Regions from separate parts of the Mus musculus genome. Here regions 1 and 2 are each linked to region 3. A link is a contact called in public Hi-C and promoter capture Hi-C data. All regions are on one chromosome and are shown on one strand. Each heading gives the region's core, a stretch centred on a gene start, on an enhancer-like site or on the middle of the called end of the contact. The rest is flanking DNA. Distances are from core to core; before and after follow the strand shown.

Evidence for each region. Promoter capture Hi-C pulls out the DNA fragments that hold promoters and counts their contacts. A called contact is a pair of places that touch in the nucleus more often than the background predicts.
Region 1: a Hi-C map of CD4 T cells shows a contact between it and region 3, with 4 times the contacts expected there. The contact joins the promoter of Glyr1 here to the promoter of 1700037C18Rik in region 3. A contact is called at or near these places in 2 of 39 promoter capture datasets (liver and pre-B cells), 1 of 484 Hi-C or Micro-C datasets (CD4 T cells) and 1 of 115 datasets of contacts at active chromatin or transcription factors (microglia).
Region 2: a contact with region 3 is called in a promoter capture Hi-C map of liver, with 5 times the contacts expected there. The contact joins the promoter of Nagpa here to the promoter of 1700037C18Rik in region 3. A contact is called at or near these places in 4 of 39 promoter capture datasets (cranial neural crest, liver, maxillary cranial neural crest and 1 more), 1 of 484 Hi-C or Micro-C datasets (CD4 T cells) and 1 of 9 other capture datasets (adipose tissue).

The regions. Positions count from the first base shown.
Region 1 is chr16:5,048,557-5,051,634 of GRCm38.p6, forward strand. Glyr1 (glyoxylate reductase 1 homolog (Arabidopsis)) reads right to left here and starts at 1,354. Exons shown (of 16, transcript NM_001079814.1): 1 at 1,250-1,354; 2 at 194-230. The coding sequence starts at 1,287. It overlaps Ubn1 (ubinuclein 1), which reads left to right and starts at 1,501. Exons shown (of 19, transcript NM_026666.4): 1 at 1,501-2,225.
Region 2 is chr16:5,201,904-5,205,430 of GRCm38.p6, forward strand. It overlaps Nagpa (N-acetylglucosamine-1-phosphodiester alpha-N-acetylglucosaminidase), which reads right to left and starts at 2,109. Exons shown (of 10, transcript NM_013796.3): 1 at 1,994-2,109; 2 at 1,438-1,896. The coding sequence starts at 2,079.
Region 3 is chr16:3,906,593-3,910,060 of GRCm38.p6, forward strand. 1700037C18Rik (RIKEN cDNA 1700037C18 gene) reads right to left here and starts at 2,097. Exons shown (of 3, transcript NM_028484.2): 1 at 1,858-2,097; 2 at 249-602. The coding sequence starts at 1,861. It overlaps Cluap1 (clusterin associated protein 1), which reads left to right and starts at 2,417. Exons shown (of 12, transcript NM_029738.2): 1 at 2,417-2,561. The coding sequence starts at 2,540. It overlaps Gm41410 (predicted gene, 41410), which reads right to left and starts at 2,061. Exons shown (of 4, transcript NR_153801.1): 1 at 2,013-2,061; 2 at 312-602.

The sequences.
Region 1 (3,078 bases), core at 104-2,603, 1.1 Mb after region 3:
AGTGATTACCTCATATTTAAACACTCTGGTTTATGCTATAACTTTCAAAACCGACTGATAACTGGAGGCAAAACACTACATTTTATCAAAATGAGCCCATTTTAAGTCAGTGTTAGAGAATGGAGGAAATTCAACATGTTAACCCTCTCCCTTAGCTTCAACTACCTTCTTTTAAAACCAACAATGCACTCACCTTTCCTGGCCAGGGAGGATACCGGCCCAGTTTCCCCCTAGAGAAAATAATACAAACAGTCAGAACTTGCCCTGGAAAAGCCAGTCCATCTCCTTCAGCCCACTCAACAAGCAATCTATGCTTCTAACTCTAGGCTGAACAAAAGGGCCAGAACAAAAGCAGGCAAACCAGATGGGTCTTTCACAGCTGGGCTCAGGGCCCTCACATATTACATACAAAACTGTATATATATATATATGTGTGTGTGTGTGTGTGTGTGTGTGTGTGTGCCTGAGATCTGTGCACTCTTCCCGAGAAGGAACATAGAAAAACAAAACCATCAGGACGTCACTGGTCTGGTACCTCCCTGGGAGAGTGTTGGAAACTTCTCTCTGTAAACACAGACTTCCCTAAGACTGATTTAATTCACCCCATGATCGGCTTTCCTTTGACAAATGATCATGGAAACCTTCCTCTAGGTAGGGAAACTACGCAGTTCCAAGGAGACAATGGTCACTCTTGGTTTTGGCTGTTGCAGGGGACACAAGGAACAGAACGAGAGGCACTGGATCACCGCCTAGCCATCATTTGCAAAGGAGAAGTCACCCTCCCCTCGGTTTCTTCATGGGGCAGCGCCGGGCAGTCGGATTTCGCCACCTGGAACCAAGCCTCGAGCCCACGTCTGTCCCAACCGAACGCGGGTATGGACGGCTCTGTCTCTAGCAAGGTATCCTCTCCTGCTTTGAGAGGAGGTCCGGAGAGACCCTGGGACTCCACGCCACGCCAGAGTTCTCTGCAGTGGCAGCTGGAGCCAGAGTTCTAGAGCCGTAACCCTCCCCTGGGATGGCCTCAGGGTTCAGAGCAGGGACCGCCGCGGCCCCTCTCGGCCTCGGTCCCCCGGGGACCGGACAGCCTCTTCCGCTCAAGCGTCGTTCACACCGCGGCGGCACCTCCTCTTCCCCACTCTCCGCCGTCCGGAGTGCATAATAAAACTACTCCTGGGCCAGCTGGCAACCCTGCGACCAGGAAAAGCAGCTTCGCGCCGTCTTTCGTTCAGCGCTGGTCGCCAGGACTCACCACACCAAGTCGCCGAGCCGCAGACTCACAGCCGCCATCTTACCACCCAACCACCGCCGCCGCACGGGCAGCCGGGAACTTCAGGTCGCCGCGGCACCGCCCATTGGAGTTGGCCTGACCACGTGACGGGTGTTTGCTGTCATCCGCCTAGCGGATGCGCTGACGTCACCGCGCCGCGGCCGTCCATTGGACTGCTTGGAGGCACGTGACTTGAGCGCCGCGCTCTCAGCGCGTCGAAGCCCAGAGACTCCAAGCTCCCGCCTCCCCCCTCCCCTCCGGCTCGTGACAACGAAGCATCCGCGGTCCAAAGCAGCGGCGGCGGAGGCGGCGCGGCCGGACTAGCGCGAAAGGGAGCCGACTGTGCTGCCCGCTCGCTTCCGGGACTCTAGACTCATTTCCAGTCTTTCCCGCTGCTTCCGTTACGGCTGTTAGGCAGGCGCGGGCCCCGGGCCGTTGCCGAGCCTGAGGTCCCGGGCGGATAGGTGTTGGAGTCCGGTTGCTGCCCTGACTGACCCTGGCGCGGCCTGGAAGCCAGTCTCGGTCCCAGCCCGGGGCAGAAGAGGCCCCGGTTGCCCGCGAGCCCGCGCTCGGGGCGGGAGCTCCAGACTGCTGAGGAGCGCCCAGCTCGACAGTCGGCTTCCGGAGCGGCGTCCCCGCCAAGCGTCCTCGGCGTCGCCCGACTTGTTTTCTTGGACGTGGACTTGGCATATCTCGGCTCCCCCCGCTGGCTGACAAGAGAAAGCGGCAGTTTGTCGAGAGGCTTCCTTCCCGCGGGCTGGGGAGCCGGCCATGGGCCGCGGCGCGGGCCCTCCGCGCGCCCGCCTGCAGCGCTCGGGAGCGGGCCGCTGAGCCGCGCCGCAACCCGAGGGTCCCGGGCCGGCATGAGGACCACCACGGGGGGACGTCTACGGCCCGCGTCGGCTCTGGGGACAACGGTGAGCGCCGCGGTCTGGTCCAGCCTCCCGCGTTAGCCTTCGTAAGTAGTGTGACACTTTGCAAGAAGTTTTGACAGCTGGAAGACAGGTGACAGTAATGGGAACTGGTACCTGCCGAGGGGCAGGGCGGCTGCCCTAAGTTCCGTAGACCGAGTTGAAGCTCGACTTTGAGCAAGAAAAGTCTCACACCCAAGAAAAGGCGGCAGGAGTCTGTGTCAGGGTGGACTTAACTTACAGCTGTACTTTCTGAAGTCAACGCCTGCTCGGAAGGTGACGGGTTCACGCCCCTTTCCCCAAAGCAGTGTCCTTGTAGAGGCTTTGGTTGTCAATTGCTCTGAGAGATGGTGTGGTGGAGAAGCTGGGTGGTTGACCCCAGCTTGTTTTTTCTTTGGAAGAAGTACCACATTTTTCAAGGACTGTCATTTACATTGTGTGTTAATTAAACACGAACTGACCATTTAAAGTGTATTTAAGATTTCATAAAATTTGACAAATGTTCTTAATTTAGAAATTAGAGTTTTCCAGGAATTTAAGAATATTGTAATGACTTGTCTTTAAATGTAAATCTTTACAACTAAATTTAGAAACAATCCCATCAAAGTCAGGAATAGAACAAAGGATACATTGTCTAATGTCCTGTAATTCTAGTTAATGAAATAAGACAGGAGCCGAGTAGTGGTGGCACATGCACTCAGGAGGCAGAGGAAGGTGGATTTCTGAGTTCGAGGCCAGCCTGGTCTACAGAGTGAGGTTCCAGGACAGCCAGGGCTACACAGAGGAACCCTGTCTCAAGCAAACAAACAAACAAAAGAATGAAAGAAGACAGGAAACAAAAATAAATATAAAATAACCTGTCATTTTTGTAGGACTTTGCCTTTCAAAATAAAAAGGGAA
Region 2 (3,527 bases), core at 859-3,358, 1.3 Mb after region 3:
CACAAACCTTCATTTGCACTGGAGGTGTGCTGTGATTGGCACTGACACCCCTTCTTTGGATATATAGGCAGGTGTTCAGTTAGTTCAGTTGGAGTGTGAGCTGGAAGATGCTCTCCTGTGTGCCTACACAGGAAATAAAATTCCTCCTGAGCTATAGCTATGACACAATGAAAGAACCTTCTTCTCTTGCCATCTTTAGTAACATGTGCTGACCTCATAATAAAAGAAGTAGCAGTGAGCTACACATGGACAGGATAGGCAGCTGTTTGGCAGTTAACAAGGGAGGATGGGCTGGAAAGACAGAGCATTGGGTAAAAGCCTTCCCACCACACATGTGAACCTGCGTTCAGATCCTCAGCACCCATGAGAAAGCTGGCTGGAACAGCACACACTGTAGCCTTAGTGCTGGGGTGGGGTGGACAGAGGGAAGCAGGAGGGCCCTGGGGTTTGCCGGCCAGCCAGGTTAACTGAACCAGTGATCTCTAGATTCAGATTTTGTGTTAGAAAATAAGATGGAGGAAAAGAGAATAGAAGACATTTGAAATCAAACTCTGGTCTCCCCTCAGGCACACACAGATGCACACACATTTAAAAAAAAAAAGTAGGAGGTGAGCAGGTCAGTGGACCATTGTAAAGGAGCAATAGGGGTACTGAGACAGTGATCATGACAACAAGTCTGGAAGGGAGTCCAAGAGAGGAGCAAGGGAGATGGCTGGAATGTAGAGAGGTTGAAGGACAGAGCCAGGGAAGAGAAACTGCAGGCGCTGGTCACTGGCAGAAGTTTTAGGATCTGTGAAAACCTAAGATCAACAGTGGTGACACTGGCTGATGTTGAAGGATGAAGAACCAGATACATGGGCAGGCCCAGAAATTGCAACCAAGGGCTGAGAAGAGTTGGGGAAAGCCCACTTCCCAGCCTTGGCAAAAAACGGAACCTTGGAAGAGAACTGGAACACCAGATGGCGCTACCTTCTACTCCTGCCTGCCTGCTGTCAACTCTGGCTGCTGTCAAATTTCAAGAAACACAGAAACTTCCAAAGGCTGCCCTCAACAAGCTCCTTGTCTAACCTGGATTTTTATCAGGACAGCAAAAGGCCTCCAGCTAGCTGTCTGGGACTGCTCCATAAACTCTACACTATTTCCAATTGGTTCCATGGCTTCGTTGAACACGAAATGTTTCTCTAATACTACACAAAGTTCACTAGGGCACAAACTGTGTTCAGGCTCACGGTCGCCTCCCCAAGTCCCCACACACGGCCTGATCACAGATTATTCAGTGGCACATGAATAAACTTAAAGGAAGGAAGGTGTCAGCGTCATTACTCGGAAGAAGAAAGACAGGAAGTTTGGTTAGGGACCTGGACTCGGAGGCATGGCTCTGAAAGAACATCAGAGACCCTTTGCCCTCTACAGCCCCGGGGCTCCCTGCCTCCTCACCCGGTGACTATGGTTCCATCGCGTCGGATACCGAACTGCGCGTTCTGCAGTCCCCCTGAGCTGCTCACCAGCCGCCCGTCGCTCACCACGTTCCCCAAGCACTCGCCAGTGCTCATGCGGAAGAAGCCACCGTTCTGAGCGATGCGGCAACCGGCCGGGACGGCTGTGTCCTCCACAGTAGCGCGGCGCTTCTGCGCGCAGCCCCCGGCTCCTCCGGGCTCCAGCACCGAGAAAGTGCGTAGGGGATCGGCGACCCGCGTCAGGTGGCCGGCCACCGCGCGCCCCTCGAAGTGCGACACGAAGGTGCGCACGGCCGCGTGGTGGCTGGCGCCGGGGTTCGTGGGTGGCGGAGGCCAGCTCTCCTGCTCTGGGCTACCTGAGCGCACCCGGGCGCAGTCTCGCGAGGGACGTCTGCGCGCTAGTGGGTAAGGCAGCAGCAGGTCATCGTCGCGGGAAACCCTGCAGGGACGGGGCGATCGTGAGGTCGGAGGGCTGTGCCTGAGAGCGCTCAGGAAAGGTGGACCCCAGCCAGGCTGGCCCCGGCGGCTGCACTCACCCGAAGCTTAGGCTGCACCACGCCACCCCGAGTAAGCCGAGCAGCGCGGGTATGAGGAACAGCCCGGGCCCCCTGGGCGCCGCCATATTGGATTGGTGCTCCGGTCACGTGGGCTCGCCCCACGTGATTCCAGGCCAGGCTGTTGGGTGCTTTGATTACGCATTCGAATTCCATCAGAGAGGGTAAGGCTGGAAGGGAGATAGATAGCTTTTTATTCTCATATTATGTCAAACTTACAGAAAATTGCAAGAACAGATGCTGGGCCTGTGTAAGTCTGTACAGAACTTGCTTCTCGTGCTTAAAGCCCTAGTTCCTTCTGTGTTGCACAAACCAGAAGTGGTGGCCCACGCCACAACCCCAGCATTCAGCAGAGGCAGGAGAATCGGAAGTTAAGAGGTTGGCTATTCTTGGCTAGTTAGTTAGTTTGAGACCAGTCTGGACTACTTGAGACTTTATCTGAAAGACAAGAAGAGGAAAAGGAGCCTAGGGGGTAAGAGGAGGAAAAGATGGAGGAGGAGGAAGAGGAACTTTTAAGAGTGAAGCTCGAGGCCAGCCTGGTCTACAGAGTGAGTTCCAGGACAGCCAGGGCTACACAGAGAAACCTTGTCTCGAAAAACAAAACAAACGAGAGAGAGAGAGAGAGAGAGAGAGAGAGAGAGGCTTGCAGCCCACTCGTGGTGGTGCACACCTTTCATCCTAGCATTTGCTAGACCTGTCTGACTGGATTAACTCTTGTGTTTTGGGTAGCTTGGTTTATCTTCGTTTTTGTTTAATTTTATTTTTGAAGCAGGGTCTCTGATTTATAGGTAGGCTGGCTTGAAATTCAGTGTGTAGACTGGTCTAGAGCCTCTTGCTTCTACCTAATCCCCAAGTGATGGGATTAAAGGCACAGGTCCCCAACCTGGCCCTGTTTTGGGTATCTTAGAATGACAGGTCTCCACTCTTTCCTCCTCTTGACCAGAAGAAACTAGTTTTCCTCTAGGATATAGGAACGACTGGCGAGATGGCACAGCACATAAATGAACTCGCTGTGCAACCTGAGATGAAGACCCTGAACCCATGGAGAGGAGGAAGAAGAGAATTGGCTGTAGAAAGTCTGATCTACATGTGTGCACCACTGCCTATGCACCCACTTGTATCTCACACACAGACCATAATAACTGACTGACTCAAGCTTTCAGGTGACAAGTGTCCTGTGTTATAGTAAGTCCCGAGCCTGGGATCCTCCTGGCGAGTGTCCCCTTGAAGCACGGCTTGTGCTTCAGTGCTGCCTGTCAGAGGCTGCTCTTCTTAGGGCTTACCCAAAGGCAGAGCCCAACGCAAAGTCCAGTTCCTGACCTCCTCAGGGGCATTGTCAATCTAGTAGGTGCCAGGGATTTGAATAGGTTTAAGCCCCTTTCTGTCTACAGTGAGCAGTGTGTGTGCTTGAAACCAGAGCCATGCTTCTTGGGGTCTGTGTGTGATCAGGCTCAGCCATCTGTACTGAGCCTTGTCCTTCCCAAAACTCATGGTCTTTGCAAGGCCTCAGAATGGG
Region 3 (3,468 bases), core at 847-3,346:
TTTTGCTGTGGTCCTGAGACTTCAAAGGACTTATTGTGTACATTGATGTTCTGAATCAATAGTGGGGCACACGGATTAAAAAAAAAATTAAACAAGATCTTGGCCCCTGGAGCATGACATTATTTTAGTGTGTCCTGGCCACTGCATCCTTTCCTAGTTCTTGGCAGAAGGCTAGGAAATGAAAAGGCCCATTTGAGTTCCCTTCAGTCTTTCTTTCGTGTCTTTAGTCCTGCCTTAACAGAGCTTACCTGTATTTCCCAGGCTGTCCCTGGGCAAGTGGGCTTCCAGAAGGGCTGAGCAATGGCTGTTACCTGGACCCAGGGTCCCCTGTGGCAGGTCCAGGGGCCAGGGTGAGCCTTCAGGCCGTGTCAGGCTGCCCCCAGCCATGAGCCGGCCTAGCCAGTGGCTTCCACATTGGCCAGCAGGCTGCATGTGGCCTGGCAGGTAGAGAGCCAGGCTCCGGAGGTGTCGCAGTCGGAAGTTCTTGGGCTTGCTTCCCTGAGCACTGGGGCCCTGCTGCTGCTGGGCCCCCAATCCTCCCTCATAGATGTTGGGTGGTGTGTCAGGGTGGCTGGGGCGTCCTGGGGCCCAGCTCACTGCATCTGCAAGAGAGAGAGAGAGAGCAGGAGGGTGATGGCCAGTGGGAACAGCATCTGGGGGAAATGCAAGTACCAACTCATACGTAGCTTCTACTCCCTGGCTATCCAGTCTTAGTTCCTGTCTATTCCCACTACTCCGCTGCTCCCCTAACAGAGGCGCCCAAGCAGCCCAGGACTTTGGCACTGAGATCCCGTTGAGCACTTCAAGCTCGTTTTGTGCTCTCTACTCTAAAAAGAGTATGCTGGCACCAGTGTATATAAGCACAGTGGGTACAAGAGGGCATGCCTGGCCCAGTCATATAGCCTAGATCAGGAGTTACTCCCTTCCCAAGCATGCACATCCCTGGGCTCTCCCCAGTAGCTTTGGGCCCAGGTTGGGACAGTGTGGCATCTCTGCTGCTGCTCCTCCCTGCAGCCAGGCACCTTCTCTTATTCGAAGCTCAGAGAATGCACAGACCAAGGCTTCCATGGAGGGCCAGTATGGTGGGGGAGGAGTGGCCAGGCCTTCTGTGCAGTAGGGCCTGCTCTCCCCTGTCTAGGGGGTGGATCTGCAGGTCTCCCATAGCAACTGGTCCTTATGATGTCACAGTAAAGACTAGTCTTCCTGGACCTCCTAGTTTGGGAGAGTATGGTATGTCAGGGGCAAGGAGGGAGGCGGGCAAGGGAAGAGACCAGAAACCTAGGGTAAATTTGTTGATGTTAGATTCAGAGCAAGCCACATAAGACAAATTGGCTTTGGTATGCTGGAAAGTCATTCGCTAGGCTTCCTCATTTGTGGCAGGGAGAACGAGGATTTGGAGAACAAACCTGTAGAGATCTGAATCATGCTGAGAAGATGGTTCTGGGTGACACTTGTCTAATTATCCATTTTCTCATAGGTTAAGCAGTATGTAGATAATGCCAATTTTTTTCCTGTGCATTCTGACAAACTGGAACAATTATTCTGCTGGTAGAAATATAAAACTACAGGTTCTTTAGAATCTTAACTCCACCACAACTCTGTTTCATTATAGAAAATTTAGTTCTAGGTTTTACATCTAGGTGTATGAACCATTGTTTTTTACATAGATATTAATTTGCTATGGATTGCTCATTGTTTCAAAACCATTTGTTGCAAAGACTGTTCAAATGCATTGTCCCCCATGTTAGACTAGCCACGAATGTATGGCCCTACCCCACATATTTTTGTCCTTAAGTATCTACTCTTGGTCAGTACCACCGTGTTCTAGCCAAGGGCACCTTTACTTCTTGCACCTACCCATTTTCCTTATCGCCCACCCTTCCTGGCACAGCTCTCCTCTCTCCAGCCCTGCTTTTGTCGCGGTTGTCCTCGACTCGTAGCAGTCACCAAGGAGAGTTCTCTGTAGAGCCTGTGCTGACCCTGACACCCTAGGCGTGGTACACCAGCACTACCTCGCTCCACAGTTTCCAGGGCAACCTCTGGCGCGCGAGTCTGGGCGCCAATTTCCGGCTTGTCGGGAATACTGACTAGCTGTGCGTGCACAAAAGCCTTCCGGGTACAGGTCTCGAATTCTGCCCAGGGTAGGGTATCTTCGTTCCTGTCATTCTGTGGATACTTTATGAGGCTTCGACTGCGGGGTTTAGCTATGCTTTTACAAATACAAAGGAGACTCGGTCACAAAAGGTTATAATGTGCTCCATATATCAGTGAGGTAATGAGAGTTCCAACGGGACCAGAGCCAAAAGCGCTCTCTGAAAGACTATGACGTTGCGCAGCTCGCAAGGTGCTTGGCGCCACCTGTTGGTCTGTGTCCTGCGCTTGCGCTCACCACCCCTCTTCGCTTCCTGTCCTGTTTGGCCTGGTCCGCACGCTGTCCAAGGCCTCTGAGCGTTGCTATAGAGACCGGAGAGCGCTGGGCCTGCGAACTCTACAGAGACGGGCAGCGGCGCCCCAGTGGACTCTTGGGGACCAGAGCGCCATGTCTTTCCGCGACCTCCGCAGTAAGGCTGCACCCGGCTTTCCCGTGGGCTTCCCAGGATCTCGAGACTCCCCTGCCGGACCCCTGCCAGAGCCGTGGGCCCAGGCAGGCCGTGGGTCCCTGGGCCAGCCAGGGGCTGACAGAACTTTACAGCACCTTTGGAAAGTTCGGTCCGTCACTGGCCACGTGTAGCTAGAACACTGGGAATGTGTCTCGAGCCGCTGAAGAACTGAATGTTTAATTTCACCTCATTTTATCTCTGGTTGTCACGGCCACATTTGCAGCCGCATTAGAAAGGTCTTGCGGAAATGGAGACTTCTTCTGCATTTAGTTTGTAGAAAGAACCAGTAAAGCCGAGGAAGTGGCCGGATGAATGGATGGCTAGTGCTGCTAGGTTGTTTTGTTCATTTTTGAGGGTTTGTTTTGTTTGTTTGTATGTTACAATCTGTCACATGCTGTCCTCTATGTGGGCAATATTTCATTTACTCCTAGCAGGTTTGTGCCCTGGTTAGAGATGAAACAGGCAGCAAGAGGTCAAAGTAATTGAACGAGTTGCTTTAGAGTTTGAATCCAGCTTGCCTGAATGCCAAATACTGGGCAGAGAACTTGGCTAGAGAGTGGGGAAGCAGACTACTCTTACTCGTTATACTCTTTGGGGGAAACATCCTTTTTGTGGCAGGTGATTATATTTCACCCTTATTGTTCCTAGTTTTAACTGCAAGTTAAGTAGTATAGCTACCCCTGGTTCACACAGCTAGAGTGATGGGACTGTGTGACCTAAAAAATCTTACTTCACTTACAGAAGAGTAGCAGCTATTAGGGTCGTGTTGTCTAGGGTTTGAGGGTATTTGAAACAGTGTAATTATGACTGTCCCACGTAGTTTTTGATGAGGCTGGCACTTTACTGGGATCATTGAATAGTGATCATT